Regions from separate parts of the Mus musculus genome. Here regions 2 and 3 are each linked to region 1. A link is a contact called in public Hi-C data. All regions are on one chromosome and are shown on one strand. The core of a region is the stretch at or near the end of the contact, and the rest is flanking DNA. Distances in the headings are between cores, read along the strand shown. Region 1 overlaps Gm34974 (a long non-coding RNA gene). Region 2 has its middle 16 kb from the start of Gm51682. Region 3 overlaps Gm39349 (a long non-coding RNA gene).

The links. Hi-C and Micro-C count contacts between places; a contact is called where the count stands out from the background.
Region 2: a contact with region 1 is called in a Hi-C map of bone marrow-derived macrophages, with 12 read pairs. The contact joins two enhancer-like sites. A contact is called at or near these places in 1 of 15 datasets of contacts at CTCF or cohesin (embryonic stem cells), 3 of 484 Hi-C or Micro-C datasets (bone marrow-derived macrophages, embryonic retina and embryonic stem cells) and 3 of 115 datasets of contacts at active chromatin or transcription factors (acute myeloid leukemia, embryonic basal ganglia and embryonic stem cells).
Region 3: a contact with region 1 is called in a Hi-C map of bone marrow-derived macrophages, with 24 read pairs. The contact joins two enhancer-like sites. A contact is called at or near these places in 1 of 15 datasets of contacts at CTCF or cohesin (embryonic stem cells), 1 of 484 Hi-C or Micro-C datasets (bone marrow-derived macrophages) and 1 of 115 datasets of contacts at active chromatin or transcription factors (embryonic basal ganglia).

The regions. Positions count from the first base shown.
Region 1 is chr9:61,883,346-61,888,392 of GRCm38.p6, forward strand. The region is part of intron 1 of Gm34974 (a long non-coding RNA gene); the gene reads right to left. Among named protein-coding and RNA genes, the nearest start is that of Gm34974, 13 kb to the right of the region's middle. Within about 2 kb of position 2,831, at least 8 of the 459 cell types and tissues checked have an H3K27ac peak or open chromatin away from gene starts, as enhancers often do. A contact at or near this core is called in bone marrow-derived macrophages, where this site is marked.
Region 2 is chr9:61,239,412-61,244,458 of GRCm38.p6, forward strand. No RefSeq gene overlaps it. Among named protein-coding and RNA genes, the nearest start is that of Gm51682, 16 kb to the right of the region's middle. Within about 2 kb of position 2,965, at least 38 of the 459 cell types and tissues checked have an H3K27ac peak or open chromatin away from gene starts, as enhancers often do. A contact at or near this core is called in bone marrow-derived macrophages, where this site is marked.
Region 3 is chr9:61,347,083-61,352,129 of GRCm38.p6, forward strand. It overlaps Gm39349 (a long non-coding RNA gene), which reads left to right. Exons shown (of 5, transcript XR_870815.2): 4 at 237-351; 5 at 1,093-1,646. Among named protein-coding and RNA genes, the nearest start is that of Gm39349, 10 kb to the left of the region's middle. Within about 2 kb of position 2,834, at least 39 of the 459 cell types and tissues checked have an H3K27ac peak or open chromatin away from gene starts, as enhancers often do. A contact at or near this core is called in bone marrow-derived macrophages, where this site is marked.

The DNA of each region.
Region 1 (5,047 bases), core at 1,581-4,080:
TCCACATAACTGCTGTACCATTCACCCTTACTTCCTTTTCTTTTCTATTTTTTAAGTTTTATTTATTTATTTTATGTATATGAGTACACTGTCGCTGTCTTCAGACACACCAGAAGAGGGCATCAGATCCCATTACAGATGGTTGTGAGCCACCATGTGGTTTCTGAGAATTGAACTCAGGACCTTTGGAGTCCTGAGCCATCTTTCCAGCCCTCTTACTTTCTTTATTAGGGTTACTATTGCTGTGATGAAACACCATGACCAAAAGTAACTTGGGGAGGGAGGGGTTTATTTGGCTTACATTTCCACATCATTATTCATCACTGAAGGCTGTCAGGACAAGAGCTCAAACTGGGCAGAACCTGGAGGCAGGAGTTGAAGCAGAGAACATGGAGGGGTGCTGCTTACTGCCTTGCTCCTCATTGCTTGCTCAGCCTGCTTTCTTATAGGACTCAAACCACCACTTATAGTCCCACCTCACAGGAGGCTGAAGCAGGAGAGTCACCAGTTTGAGCCCAGCCTAAGATCAGAAAAAAAGATGAGTTTATACTTGAGTGGGGTGAGATCCTTAATCTAATATGCCTATGCCTACTGATATGTGTGTGTGAGAGTATATATATATATATATATATATATATCTTGTTTTTAATTATATTATGTGTATCAAGTATCTGTGTGTATGTGTGTGTGTGTGTGTGTGTGTGTGTGTGTGTGTGTGTGTGTGTACATATGAGTGTGGGTGGCTACCTGTGAGTTTCAGATGTTTGTGAGACACTAGATGTAGGTGCTGGGAATCAAACTTAGGTCCTCTAGAAGAGTACCAAGTGATCTAACTTCTGAGCCATCTCTCCAGCCCCATAGTGTTCTATAGAGAGAGGAGACTCCCAAAACAGTCATCCTGGAGAAAAAACAGCCAGGAGACAGCAAGACGTAGGAGCTTCAAGCCCAGGAACATCAAATACCACCATGAGAAAGGGATGCAACCCGTCCTTCCCTGCAGTCCTTGCAGAAAACACAGCTCTACAGATGCCTTGGCCTTGGCCTTCCAGCCCTCCAGCTCCCAGAACCCCGTGTCTGATTCAGGCAATAGTGGAAGCTGTGGTACTGCACGGTAACAGTCCTCAGAAACCGATGTACGGCTGTAGGAAGCCGCTTCCCGGATTATAGTGGTTGAGACCTTGCCTGTCCTGTTTCAAAGGAAACATGCCAGTGCAGATGACAAGGCAGGCAGAACAAAAGGATGATGACAGGCAGAACTAGGGCAGTGGGCTTGGGAAGTGACAGACTGAGAAGCTGTGGAGGCCCTTGAGCGCCAGATGCAAAAGTCAGCAAGCCTGCCTGCATCCCAGGAAGCCAGCTCCTAAAAATAACCCTCTGTGGTGCAGGAGCTAGCTCATCAAGGGACCCCCTAGCCTCTGAACCAGCTCAGGCCACCCCCTTTACCCTCCAGGGTTGAGCACGTGACTATAATTGCAGCACAGAGACCCAGATGGCACCTGGAACCCAGGTAGATAATTCTGCTGCACCCCAACCCTTGCTGAGCCCAGAGACCCAGGGAGCTTTTGGCTAGAGCCACGGAGCAATCAAGTCCTCTCTGGACCGAGGCGCGATATGATGACCTTTGTGCTCGAAGCCCTCTCCTTTGCCGGGATGATACGCATAATTGAGATCTGCGAACAAAGAAAGATGAGACAGGAAGGGACTTGAGCGAATGACACCCTGCGTGCTGGGGCAGGGCAGGGTTCACGCCCTCACTAGCAGAGCTGGCCCTCAGCCCAGTATCTGCATGATGAACATGAAAGCCACCAACTCAATTACCTCAAAGGCCTTTTCTGCCTCCATTTTTTTCTCACTACAGGGACTATGCACCCTGCCAGAGGCCTTGTACTCTCTCAAGTCCTTCATCCTAGCCCGCCCACGCCTCCCCCCCCCCCAATTCCAAACCCGTGGTTAATGGCTGCCATGCTCCTGTCACATCCCAGGTTGCACAATGCCGAGCAACAGGCAAAAATCTGGAAAGCTGGTCAAGTGGGGAGAAGAGCCACTGAACCTCACTTTAAGATGTTGCTGTGAAGACGCCTCTAGGCTGGAGAGGATGCGGGGTCTGGAAAGTGCTTGCCTTTTAGCAGGAGGACTTGAGATGGACCCACAGAACACATGTCAAAACATCCAGGCGAGTGTGGTGGCATGCTTGTGCCATCCCAGCTCTGAGGAGGCAGAGACAGGTAGATCCCTGGGACTATCTGGCCCAACATCCTAGCCTAATTAGTAAACCTCAGGGCTCAGTGAGAGACTCGGCCTATAAAACAAGGTTGATGGTTTCTAAAGAATGATGGCCAGTACCAGGTAGACTCCCATACATACATGTGTGGGGAGAGAGACAACGAGAGAGAGAGAGAGAGAGAGAGAGAGAGAGAGAGAGAGAGAGAACAGGCCACTGAGAGCAGGGACTACACGCCCTTTTGTTCCCAGCAGAAGCTCCATCCGCAGCTACAGACCTGACCCACAGCAAAGGCTCAGTAAATATTTGTGGCATGGGCCAGAGACCACTTTATGCATAGTGCGTGTGGACATGCAGAACAGAAAAGGGAGCAGGGCTTCATGGTCCCTGTGGTAGGGTCAGGACCCTGCCGGGCCTTGGTGTGAGTGAATACCTAGTGTGTTCCTCCTCAGGCCCTCACTCCTATTCTAAGGAGCACCATAGCCCCAGAGACAAGGATCTTGACACAACACCCAAAGCTGGCCCAGAACACATGACTAGCGTGGCTGCGGGCTTGAGCATTTTCTCACCAATCCGGGCTAAATATAAAACGGGAGAAATGAAAGGGGATGTGGACAGGACATGTGGGAGGTGGACCAGAAGGAGCGATCAGAGGGAAGCTGGCCACCAGCCTGTTTGGTAGTAAGCAAGCTAATCACAGAGGAAATTTAAAGTGAGTTTCCTTGAAGGAACAGGGAGAGAAAAAAACTACAATTGTTCCCCTCTGCTCTGTGTCCCAGCCCACGCCCTCCATCTGGACCCAGAGAAGTTATGAGAGGTCAGAGGACTGACCTTCTGAAACACTTCCAGGCAGCCAAGAAATGCAAACACATCCACATATGCATGCGAATATACACATATGCACATCCATAAACACACACTCATATGCATGTATACACATACAAACATCCATAAACACACCCACTCACACATGCATATATATATACCCATACACATCCATAAACACACACATTCATATGCACATATATACACATCCATAAACACACACACGTTCACACATATACATATATACATACATACACACACATGCATACATACACACACACTCACACATGCACATATATACATACACACACTCACACATGCATATATATACACACATCCATAAATACACACACGTTCATACATGTACATATATACATACATACACACTCACACATGCACATATTTACATACATACATACACACACACTCACACATGAACATCTATACATACACCCATCCATAAACACATACACACACTCATATGCACATATATACATACACGCATCCATAAACTCATACACACAAATGCATATACACATACACACATCAAAACCCCACATACTCACGAGCACATATACACGTATAACACACACTCCGAGAAATTAAAAGACATAATATAAGAAATGAAAAAAACACTTCAAGGCTGTTGTTGCCTTTTGCTCTGTTCCGTGTTATTGGGCAGTTTTGTTGGGTTTTGTTTTGTCTTACATTATTTATTTATTTGGAGACAGCACATGCATGCTATGACACACATGTAGAGGTCAGAGGACAACTTGAGAGAGTCGGGCCTTTTCTTCCATGGTGTGGACCCTGGAAAAGAACTCAGATCAACAGGCTTGGCAGCTTAGTGCCCTTACCCACTGAGCCATCTCACTGGGCCCTGTGTTAGAGGGAGCTTTGTGTGGCCTTGTTTGTTTGTTTGTTGTTTCGAGATAGAGTCTTGTGCATCCCAACTTAGCCTAGAGCTCAATTTGTGACAACCACTGTCCTCTTCTGCTCGGGACCTTCCCAGGACCCCCCTCTGGCTTATTTGACAAAGCCTGGGGTCCTGAAAAGAGCTAACAGTAACCTCACCTTCCACCCTGACAAAACCTCAAGTGACTGACTCTCTGTGGCCTACGAGACAGGCCATCTGCTCCCTTCCTGCCTGGGTTTGTGACTCCCCCTCTCTACCAGAAGCATTTTTTTCTCTTGTCTACCTCACCAGCCTCATGCACCTGTTGAGGTGGGTCATCTTGACTAGCGTCCTCCCCACCTCCTTACCTTCCAGGGCTCGAGTGTGGGAAGCCTGAGCCCCTGCATGTGTCCCCTCCCTTCCTCTGTTCCTTTGCTTTCTCCTGTCAATCATTCATTCATTCATTCATTCATTCATTCACGTCTCAAGGCACAGCACCAGCTTCTCCCCTGTGCCCCAACCAAAACAAGCCACTTCCCGCTCAGGGCTAACGGCCACTCCTATACGATGCTGGCCACCCTTCTGGCCTGGCCTGTGTGCCAATGCACCATGGAGAGCCCCAGACTGGAGGGGAACTGCACTCCTTGCCCCTTGTCATCACTTTCTGGGGTTCTTTCCTGGCTTCTGTCCTCACATCTCTGCCAGGTCCAGCTGCTGGGACCATCTTTGAAGACATTCCTGTAAGGTGGGACAATTCACCATGTCAGCTCCAGTTGCAGAGAGCTGGTCCCAACTCCCAGTGGATGAATGCCAGAGCCAAGCTCCCAGACCCTCCGGAGTTGCCATGCAGGCAGCCAGCCAAAGGCCTCTAGAGGAAGATCAGGGAGGATGCCATCGTAGATGAAGGGGTAATGCAGAGTGAGGTTGGACGGCAGCCAGAGAGGGAAAGTGCCGTGTTGAACGGGATAGAATGTTCTCACAGGGTGAGTCTGCCCACATCATAGCACAAGACCAGCCTAAAGGTGAGGAGTCAGAAGCAGGATGCAGGATTCCTTACCCCTGATCTCCCACGAGGCTGCAGGAGTCTCCTCCCTCTCCCTCTCTTC
Region 2 (5,047 bases), core at 1,715-4,214, 640 kb before region 1:
CACACACACACACACACACACACACACACACACCCTGTCAGCTCCTTTAGCTCAGCTCTGTCCCTGCCACCTGAGCCTGTCCTTTCCTGGTATAAGTACAGCGGCCTTCTAATTTCCCTCCACACACTCCCTGAGGCCCCTGGTGGTCTGTTCTCCACCTGCTGCCTGAACCATGGTGCTGGAATAAAGCAGGTCAGATCGTATTAGCAGCCGTGGCCTTACAAGCTAACAGTCATTTCTCATTACTTGGGAGTTGAAGGCCCAGGTCCCTAGTGCCAGATTAGTTTCTTCTGCCCTGACCAGAACATTTGCATGTGCTGGGTCCCAAATCTAGAGTAGTCTTTCTTCTCCCTTCCTACAGTCAACCCTTCTTCATCCTCCAGTCCATGCTCTGAACGTCAAGGAGACCTACCTTGACCTACCTGACTATACCAGCCTCATCCCTGTCCCCTTGTGCTGGCAAATAAAACACCTGCCATTCACGATGCCAGTCGAGCTAGAGTTACACATTTACTGGTGTGCCCATGACGTCCATAGACTGTAAGGTAGGAAGGGGTTCTGCTCTGATTCACTACCCTATTGTCAGGAATCAGCCCTGTGTCTAACACAGCAGGGGCTCAGTGAGGAAAGAATGAATGAATTCATAAATGAGAAAAGAATGAGTGGGTAAATGAAGGAGTGAATTCAAGCAAGCAGAGAGGCCCTAGATCCTAACCCATGTTCTGTCTCCAGCAGTCGGGGTCCCAGATGTAGTTAGACTGGTCTTCCTCTCTCTGAGACAGCATCCTCTCTCCCTCCCCTGGGTCCCTACCTTATAACTCACTGCTCTCATCCCCACATTCAATTAAATTCCACCACCCCTGGCAAAACTTAGCTTATGTTAAGGTCCAAGAAACAGACACCAAGAGAGGCTGGAAGGAGACGTCGAAGCTTCTCTTCAACTAAGACTCACAACCAGCTCAATTCCACATAGCCCAGAAGTTTCTGGTAGCTGGCTCTCAAACAATAAAACTATATATTCTGGATATATTTCCAGAAATAGAGCCTAGCCCCCTCACGGTATGTTGTGTGTGAGGGGGAGAGGGAGGGGGGATACTCAGTAACTTCCAAGCACACACGATGGGGTGGGTCCCCAGCTATGCACAGCCACAGCATGGACTAAGTGGCATCCCCAGGAACCCTCACTCACTCCAGGAGGGTCCATCATCCTAGCTTACAAAAGGGAATTTAAGAACTAACAAAGCCAGAGAAGGGAAGCCAGCTTGGAGGCAGCTTAAAGGAGAATCCTCTGCAGCCTCTGCAGCCTCTGCAGCCTCTGCAGCCTCTGCAGCCTCTGAGGCCCGCCCCTGTGATATCAAAGACAACAACCGGGTCAGTCCCCATGGTGACGCAAGAGACTAAGTCTCTTGCTTTAACCATCAGTTCATGAGTCCCCAGAGCCCCACAACAGTGCTGAGGGACACATTGGCACATGACCTGCTCAGTGACACAGTAGCCAGACCCCTTCTTTCCACCCCACAATAAGCAACGACACTGAGGACAAAGAGGGCAACAGACTTGCACTGGCAAATAAATAACCTATTAGGGGCAGGCGAGACCAGGAAGAGATCCTGCCTCAAATAACAGGCGGGTAGTGTTCATGGGGAATGACACTCAAGGTTTCCCTCTGTCCTACACATACATATATGTCCGTCTGCAAACGATACATATGCACTCACACCCACAGAGCATACACAATCCTGGTAGTTATTATTACTGTTTACATAGAACACGTGAGCCCTTTAAATGGTCCCCCTCCCAGAAAGCTGTGTGTTTTCTGAGCACTAGAGATAGCAGCAGGGTCTCTAGGTGAGGGCAAGGTGACTGTCCCCCCCCCCCCCACTCTAAGTGGCTCAGGAACAAACAGGAGCTAGGAGAAGCCTGCTGCCCCCACCCCCACCCCCACACTGTGGTATGAATCCATTTGGCCATCTTTTAAGATGAGGCCTAAGCAAGCTCAAGGCCAAAGCTGTCATGGTCTTGGATCTTGGGAGCAATGGGCAGCTCCTTTAGGCCCAGTGAAACGCCTGGTTTGCAATTGAATTGGCAGTGACTAACACGGCATAACAGCTACAGTAAAACAGATCATGGGAAATGTAATGGCCCATGGTCAGCAATCACTGAATTATTTATGTCATTCTTTCTTCTTCAGAGCTCTCTCCCTCTCATTCTTCCCCCAGCACTGCAGCCCTCGTCTGGCCGTCTGCAGACTGCTGAATAACAGAAGCACAAAGAGACCACCGAGACCCAAGAGCACAGAGACTGGAGGTTTCTGAGTAGCCATGGTGGAGGGGGTAGAGGTGGGGCTGATGGCTTCATTTTCTCGGCTGCCAAATTAAGGGCTCTCTCCGCTGAACTGACAACAACTTAAGCTTGCGTTGCTTTTCTGGTTCATTGAGGATCTCCACGTTCTTACGCCTGTCAGGTAAGAATGATGTGACCCTCCTTCCCAGGTTCCAGCAAATACACTGGGAGTTAAATTGTAAATAGCTGGAGCCAGAGCCAAAGCCAAAGCCAACAAAACAAAACAAAACACCCCACATGCATACACATGAGAACAACTTGCATTTCTGTAGTGTGGCCCTTCCCAGCATCCCTGACAGCATCAGGGAGAAAATGGAGGATACCACAGAGAAACGGGACTCGGTCTGTCCTGCAGTATACATTTTTGTCATGCACATGTCTCAGATGCAGCTGATACCCAGGAGTGTGGTTTTCCAAACCATAGGTCCTGCTGGCTGATAGACGAGTTTCCCACACACTACTTGGAATGGCTATGCAATGGTAGCCAGACCCAGAGATGCCCCAGGACTGGAAGTCATTCCCACACATCTCTGTGTCTCCTCAGGGACAGTTGCATTGTCTTGGCTCCTTACACAGTGCTCAGTCGCTGCAACTTTGACCCTCATTTCATAATTCAGAAACCTAAATCCCCCTCACACTTCCTCTTAGTAAGTTGCTTTCACTTCCTTTTCTTAAAAAAGCAATTTCATATACTTACCATAATTTTATTACTTATTAGAAATTTTAACATGTCCTTAAATACCAACATCATTATTATTGTTATATTACTACTATTGTTCTTTTTTTTTTAATTAATTAGCGACTTTAATTTTACGTGTATGCGTGCCTGAGCACGTGCACATTCATTGCTTGTCTGCAGGTGTCCACTGAGGCAGGAATAGGGCAATAGATGTCCTGGTTAAGGGCGACTGACTGTGAGGCTCTGGTGTTGGGGGCTGGGAATCAAATCCGAGCCTTGGAGAGAACAACAGCAAATACTCTTAACCACTGAGCCCTCTCACCAGCCCTTAATGTTTGCTTTTGTTAGTAGTCACTCTAACTGTAACGCTGTATGAATCCCTGGTTCTGTATCTCCATTACACACACACACACACACACACACACACACACACACACTTGCAATCCTCCCCTATCAGCTTCCCAAGTGCTATGACTTTAGGCATGTGCCACCATGCCTGGCTAGATCTATTACTCTATTATTATCTATAAATATGAAGTTTAGATGAATTTAAAGATTTGGGAGAGTTTATAGACCAATTGATTAAATAAATAAATAAATAAATAAATAAATAAATAAATAAATAAATAACCAGCCCCCGAAAATGAATGAAGAAAGGGTTTTATCGCCATAAAAACAAAAGCAGCTCAGAATGGCAGGCAAAAGGAACAAGAAGGTGATAAAAGGTTTTTAGAAAACTGGGACTATTGACACACACCTTGAATCCCAGCACTCAAAAGTCAGAGGCAGGTTGATCTCTGAGTTCCAGGCCAGCCAGGTCTACAGAGTTTCAGACAGCCAGGGCTACACAGAGAAACCCTGTCTTGAGAAAAAGAAAAGAAAAAAAAAAATTGAGAGAGTTTTTTTTTTTTAGAAATTAAATTTTTGTTGGCTAAAATGAAAAGCATCATAAAAGACCTGGAAGGGAAGGAAGGATCAGTCAAGTCGACGGGGTAGCTCAGAACACACATTAAATGTTGACGTGGTCTCCTGAAAGGGGGAAGACAAAAAAAAAAAAAAAAAAAAAAAAGATGAAGTAAATCTCAGAAATCCAGCGCCCAACTGACTGAGTACTGGCTGGGAAACCGAAGCCTTTGAAGAGGACTCATCACACAATAAAGAAATTTCCCCTGTGCTGAAGACAGGGAGGGATTTTCCAGTTAAAGGTGACTACCGTATTATCAAACTCTTTTGGTTTCATCTGACAGAAACCCAACTGCAAGGGTTCAAAGAAAGAAAGTAATACATTGGTTAATCCAGCTTTGGTTCAGAGACCAACCGTGGAAATCCCCTTTCCCTCCCTCTTCCCTTCCCTCCCTCCCTCTACACCTCCCTTCCTCCATCCCTCCCTCCCTCCCTTCCTCCCCCCTCTCTCTACACCTCCTTCCCTCCCTCCTTCCCTCCCTCCAACCCACCCTCCAGCCCTCCCTCCGTTCCACTCTTTCTGCCTCCTCTCCCTCTTTTCCTCTTCCCCTCTTCTCTCTCTCCACTCCTTCCCTCTCTCGCCCTAACTAGCCTGTCCTATCTCTCCAGGTTGGCTCCCCAGGCAGGCTCTCTGTTATGGTGGCTAAGAGTCTCTACCACTTCCAACTTCACCTCATCCTTGTACCTAGACTCCTCTGACTCCAGAAGAGGAAGAATATAGTCTTGTTTCTCGGCACTATGATCACTGCTCAAAGACGTTCTCTAATTGGCTTTGTTCTGGTCAGTGTTTCCCTCTCTGCACCTTCTCAGGCTGGAGAGATACAGCATTCAGATGGCTACCCTGGGGCAGGGAGAGAGAAAGGACTCCTTAACACCACAATGAGTGTGCTAGGGAAAGTTCCCCCAGTTCCCAAGGGAAAGGAAGGCAAGCTAAGGCAAAAAGCAATAGCTGCCTCCAGTTTTCTCTGAATTGAACAGGTGTAAAGCAAAGAAGACACACACTTAATGGACCAGGAAGATTCTTGGACTCTACCAAGCAGCGGGAAGTCTTAAAACTTCTCA
Region 3 (5,047 bases), core at 1,584-4,083, 540 kb before region 1:
CTTCAGGCCTCAGGGCTAGACCTATGCAGGGGGCTGTCTTTGTCTTTAATAGCGTGACCAAGTCATGAGGTCTCTCTTACCCAACCTTCCCTGGAGACAAAAATCGCCTGGCCTGGTGTGTGGGCGGGGTCATCGGGCCTGGTGTGTGGGCGGGGTCATCGGGCCTGGTGTGGGGGCAGGTGGGAAAGCAAGTCTTTTTAAAGATGTATGTGATCTCTCTCTCCTTCCTGGAATAGCATTTTACATTATTCATCACTATACCACAGCTGAGCAGACCTGGCAGACAGATAACACAGAGGGTGAACTCAGCCACCACGGAAAGAGCAGGACGGCAGACACTCTGGGCCTGAGGTAGCATCTCCTCCAGTGTTTGTTTTCAAGTCATTAAATACTTAACAGAGAGGGAGAGCCAGTGTTCCAAACCACTGCCGAGGAAGCGTCCATCAGAAGTGAAGAGAGAGCCAGACTGAAATTGTAGCGTTCCTTTCTGAGGGCAAGATCATGTCCACTGAAAGATAACTTTGAGGACTCTGCCTGACAGGAAGCCATGCAGACGAGGCATGCACTTAGATTCCAGACGCTTGGCAACCTGGCCCTCAGCTAGGTATCACTCTTCTTGTCTTTCATGTAAGGAGCCCAGTGTGGGGTTGGCAAGATGGCTCAGCAGGTAAAGGTGCTTGCTGCTGCCAAAGCTATTAAACCTAAGTTCAATTCCTGGAACCTACATGGTACATGGAGAAAACTGACTCCCAGAGGTTGTACTCTGACCTACACACACACACACACACACACACACACACACACACACACACATTCTCTCTGAATGATGATGAAGATGATACCCAGTGAGTGTTCTCAGACCCCCTGAAGCACTTGCTCCTGAAGGCTAGGATTAGATTCCAAAAGGTGAAGGCATTATGGAAGAAGTGCCCCTGACTGCCCACCACTCCACACCTTGCTGACGGATCACCTTTCCGTTCGCTCCTTTCATAACGTTCCCTGGCAGAGACCCAGTTCTCACTGGTGTGGTGGCAGTGGGCCCTGGGCCAGACAGTGGATTGCATGCTCACTGACTACTTCCTCTCTTCTGAGCCCTACTTCACTTACGTCATGATCACCACAGTCCCCAGGTGACACCTGCATCTTCAGGAGCCTCACTACTGAAGAACATGAAGGCCGGGAACAGCCTGAGCCACCTGTCCACGTTACCTGAATAACAAGTGCTGGAGCTACCTGTGAGCACAGCCAGCTGGATTCCAGGGCCTTCAGGCTTGGCCTCAGGGAGGACCGCTGGGCCTTATTCCAAGTACAGATGGCGCTTCAGCCATCTTGGGCTCCTGGACCCCACTCTAAAGACGAGAGGGGGGAAACCTGGTGTCAGCTTTTTCTGGTTCCTGATTCTGGTGTTCCTGAAGCTAGACTTAACTGCCCCTTCAAAATGCAACAGAGGCCAGATTTGGGCCAGGTCTTCTGCAGAGTCACTTTGGCACTTAATTGCTTATTATTTAATTGCTTTATTGGGTAGTAAAAAATAAAGTGATCTACTGCAAAGTTATTAGCAAATTCCCGTTTTAAGGGAATAATTACTGAATTCTCCCTGTCTGGGTTGAGTAATTCCCTCCAAGATGCTCAGGGACACTAAACATCTTCGCCAGGGCTGCTCACAGCTCTGTAATATGCAAATAAAGTAACTCTGTAATTACCAATAAAATGCTTACTGAAGTGACAAATTTTACTCAGCAGTGAATTGAGTGTGGGGGGGTGGCGTCATTTGTTTTTAAGGCTCCTTTAACCTTGTTAGCTGGCACTTGTCTTCGAGCTGTTTCATGGTCATTTAAAAAGACAAGGAAGCCCACGGAGGGGGGGGACGGGGTGGGGGGGAGCATAGATAGGGAAAGGCCCTCCTGGGAGCCCTCTCTTCCCACCAGCCCTGCCCTGCCTTGTCCTGTGGGGCCACTGTGGATGCACAGGGCAGGCTAGCCAAAAGGTTTCTGTGTGGACCAAGCACAAGTTTCAGGGCTGATCCTTCCAGATGGACCAAAAGAGACCCATGCCTTGCATCTTTGAGGCAACAACACTGAGCCCAGTTGCTTGGCCCCCCTCACCTTTCAGTAGAAGTGTTTAATCAATGCTACCTCATTCCCAGAGCTATTCAGATCCTCCCAAGGCTTGGGTTTGGTTTTGGGGTTTGGTTGCTATGATAAATACCCTGATGAAGGCAACTTACTGGAGAGAAGACTGACTAAGCTCAATCATGTGGAGGTTGAGGGTCCCAGCAGTCAGAGCTCGAGGCACCTCATGACGTTGTATTCACAGTCAAGAAGCAGTTATGGGATGCTTACATTCCACTCCATCTCTCTTTTTATTCAGTCCAGGGGCCATCCAGCCCATGATATACGGTGTGGCCTACATTCAGGGTGGAACCTCCCATCTCAGTTCACCCACATAAGGAAAAACCCTTACAGTCATGCCCAAAGGCCTTTCTGGTCTACACAATCTCTCACTGAGACTCCCTTTCCAGGTAATTCCAAATCTTGTCATGGCAACGATCAACACTAACCATGCTTTGGTCAGCATGGGCTGGATAAAACAAGTCCAGACCTCTGTGGTAAGTCATCAAATTGGATTTCTTGCTCACTAGTATTCTATGTGTATCCTAGGTCGGGAGGCACTTGGCGAAAGTTGGGGAAAACAGCCACCTCTTCAAGCACTGCTGGCCTGTCACCATGCAGGAAGAAACAGGAAGCACTCGTCACCCTAGAATGATGGCCACTTCCTCTCACACATCATTGTCTGGAACTGTTCCCATGGCTCCACCTAAGCACATTGGGTCAAGAAGTGAAATTCCACCCAGTGCCCAGAAGGAGAAGCAGGAGTGTAGTGCAGTTGCTACCACAGCATGGGCTTTAAAAGGAGAATGAAAACCCGCAAGACAGCTCAGTGGGTGAAAGAGCTTGGCGGGGCCAGCCCGGTGACATCTGTTCAAGCTCTGGAACTCAAAAAAGGCGGAAGGAGAGAACCAACCCCAAAAAGTTGTTTTCTGTCCTCCACACACTGTCCCTACACACACACACACACACACACACACACACCTTTAAAGCTGAGTAGGAATGAAATCCTTTGCTGGGGCGTGGTGAGGGGACTGGGAATGTGCACATTCAGCAAGTTCCGCACAGCACATGGTACTGGATGCTCAATGCATGCCTAGTGACAAACATCCAGGTAGCTCCAAATGCTCTCTCTGCCCCCTTTTTCTCTTTTCCTTCCACACTTACTCTCTGGGTCCCTACTGATTGTGGTGAGAAGAGAAAGCCTTCATAGAATGGATGATGATCGGACCCAGTATATGAGAAGAGGTGACTCGAAAGGAGGGAAGGTGTGGACAAAGGCTGGGAAGACCATGTGCATAGTCAGCAATGCAGGGACAAATGTCACAGCAGAAGGTCACTCACGGATACTACCTACCTTCAGTAGAGGGCTATCCTCAGCACAAGAGAGAAAGAGCTGCATTCTGAAGTCAGTGCGCCAATCAGGAAGATTCCTTGATATGCCTGCCCATAACCCTGAACTGCGAAAATTTTCCTTGGGAAATGAGTCAGAGTTGGGTGAACAGAAACTTAGTTCTGAGCACTGGGAGATGGCTTGGTGGATAAGAGTGTCTAATGTTCACACATGAGATCCTAAGTTCAAATCCCCAGGACCTATGTGGAAGCCAAGTGACCCTCTTGTAACTCTAGCACTGAGGAGAGTGGAAACCAGGGATTCCCAACTAGCACAACCCTCAACTGGGAGCTCCAGCCTCAGTGAGACCCTGTCTCAAGGGGACAAGGCAGACAATAGCAGGTCAGAGCACCTGATGCCCTCTGCCGCTAACTAATTCATGTGAACAGTCATGTGCCACCACTACCCTCAGCCTTAAGACAAAGGTGAGAGAGACAGAAACTTTTATGTGAGACCTAGCTCTCTGCTGAGGCCTACACCTCCTGACTGAAGTCCCGAGTCCCCTCCAAAGTCCTAGGACATTCTCCCCAAAGCACAGAGCCTAACCTTCTCTTTCCCTTCTGTTGCCAGAGGCTGCATTTCTGGGTGACCACATTTGCCCCCGGGATAAGTCTTTTCCCTTCTATTTGCATTAGTAACTGCTCAAAGTCCCACGAGGCCCTGGAGCCCAGCCAGCCACATCCTCTCACACTGGACCAATTGTTTGTGGCAAATGCCTTGCTTTTGAACTCTGGACCTCTGAGAGGAAACAGTTTCAATAGGAATAACTCGGAACTCTCCCAGGCCCTGCCATCTGGGCGTCTGGAATGGAGCTTCCAGGATATATGGCTCTTTTGAAGGAAGCCCATTCAATGGATGATTGTACTCTCATTTAATATGCCTGGGAGTGGTCTTGTATACTGGCCAGTGGAGGGTTTTTTTTTTTTTTTTTCATTCAACACTTACTGATCTCTTACTGTGACTGAGATACTGAGATGGATATGGGGGGGAAAGCAGGGACCTTATTTCCTTACTATTTACTTATTTACTTGGTCGGTAGGTCATTTCACAAGCACCCACGCTGGTCATGAACTCACTAGGTAGTCAAGGATAAACCAGAACTTCTTTCCTCCTGTCTGCACGTCTGGAGTGCTGGGATTACAGATGTGTGCCCCACATTTTATTTAATTCCTGCTTTTGGTGGGTTTGGACAAAGAGCATGAAGTATTAAATTCTATTTCATGGGGTCATGGGGCTGAAGAGATAGCTCAGCAACTGAAGAACACTTATTCCCTTTGTAGAGAACCCAAGTTCAATTCCCAACACCCACATAGTGGTTCATAAACTTCTGTGACTCCAGTGCCAGGGGACCCAAAGCCCTCTTCTAACCTCCTCAGGAACCAGTCACACACACATGGTGCACACACATCCATGCAGGTGAAATACCCATAAAATAAGATAAATAAATGTAAAAATATTTTTAAAGTTATTGTTCTATAACTTCCTTGGTGCACTGCGTAGGGCAAAAGATGAGTTTCTGGCTCTGAAATGTAGAAGGTTCCAGAAT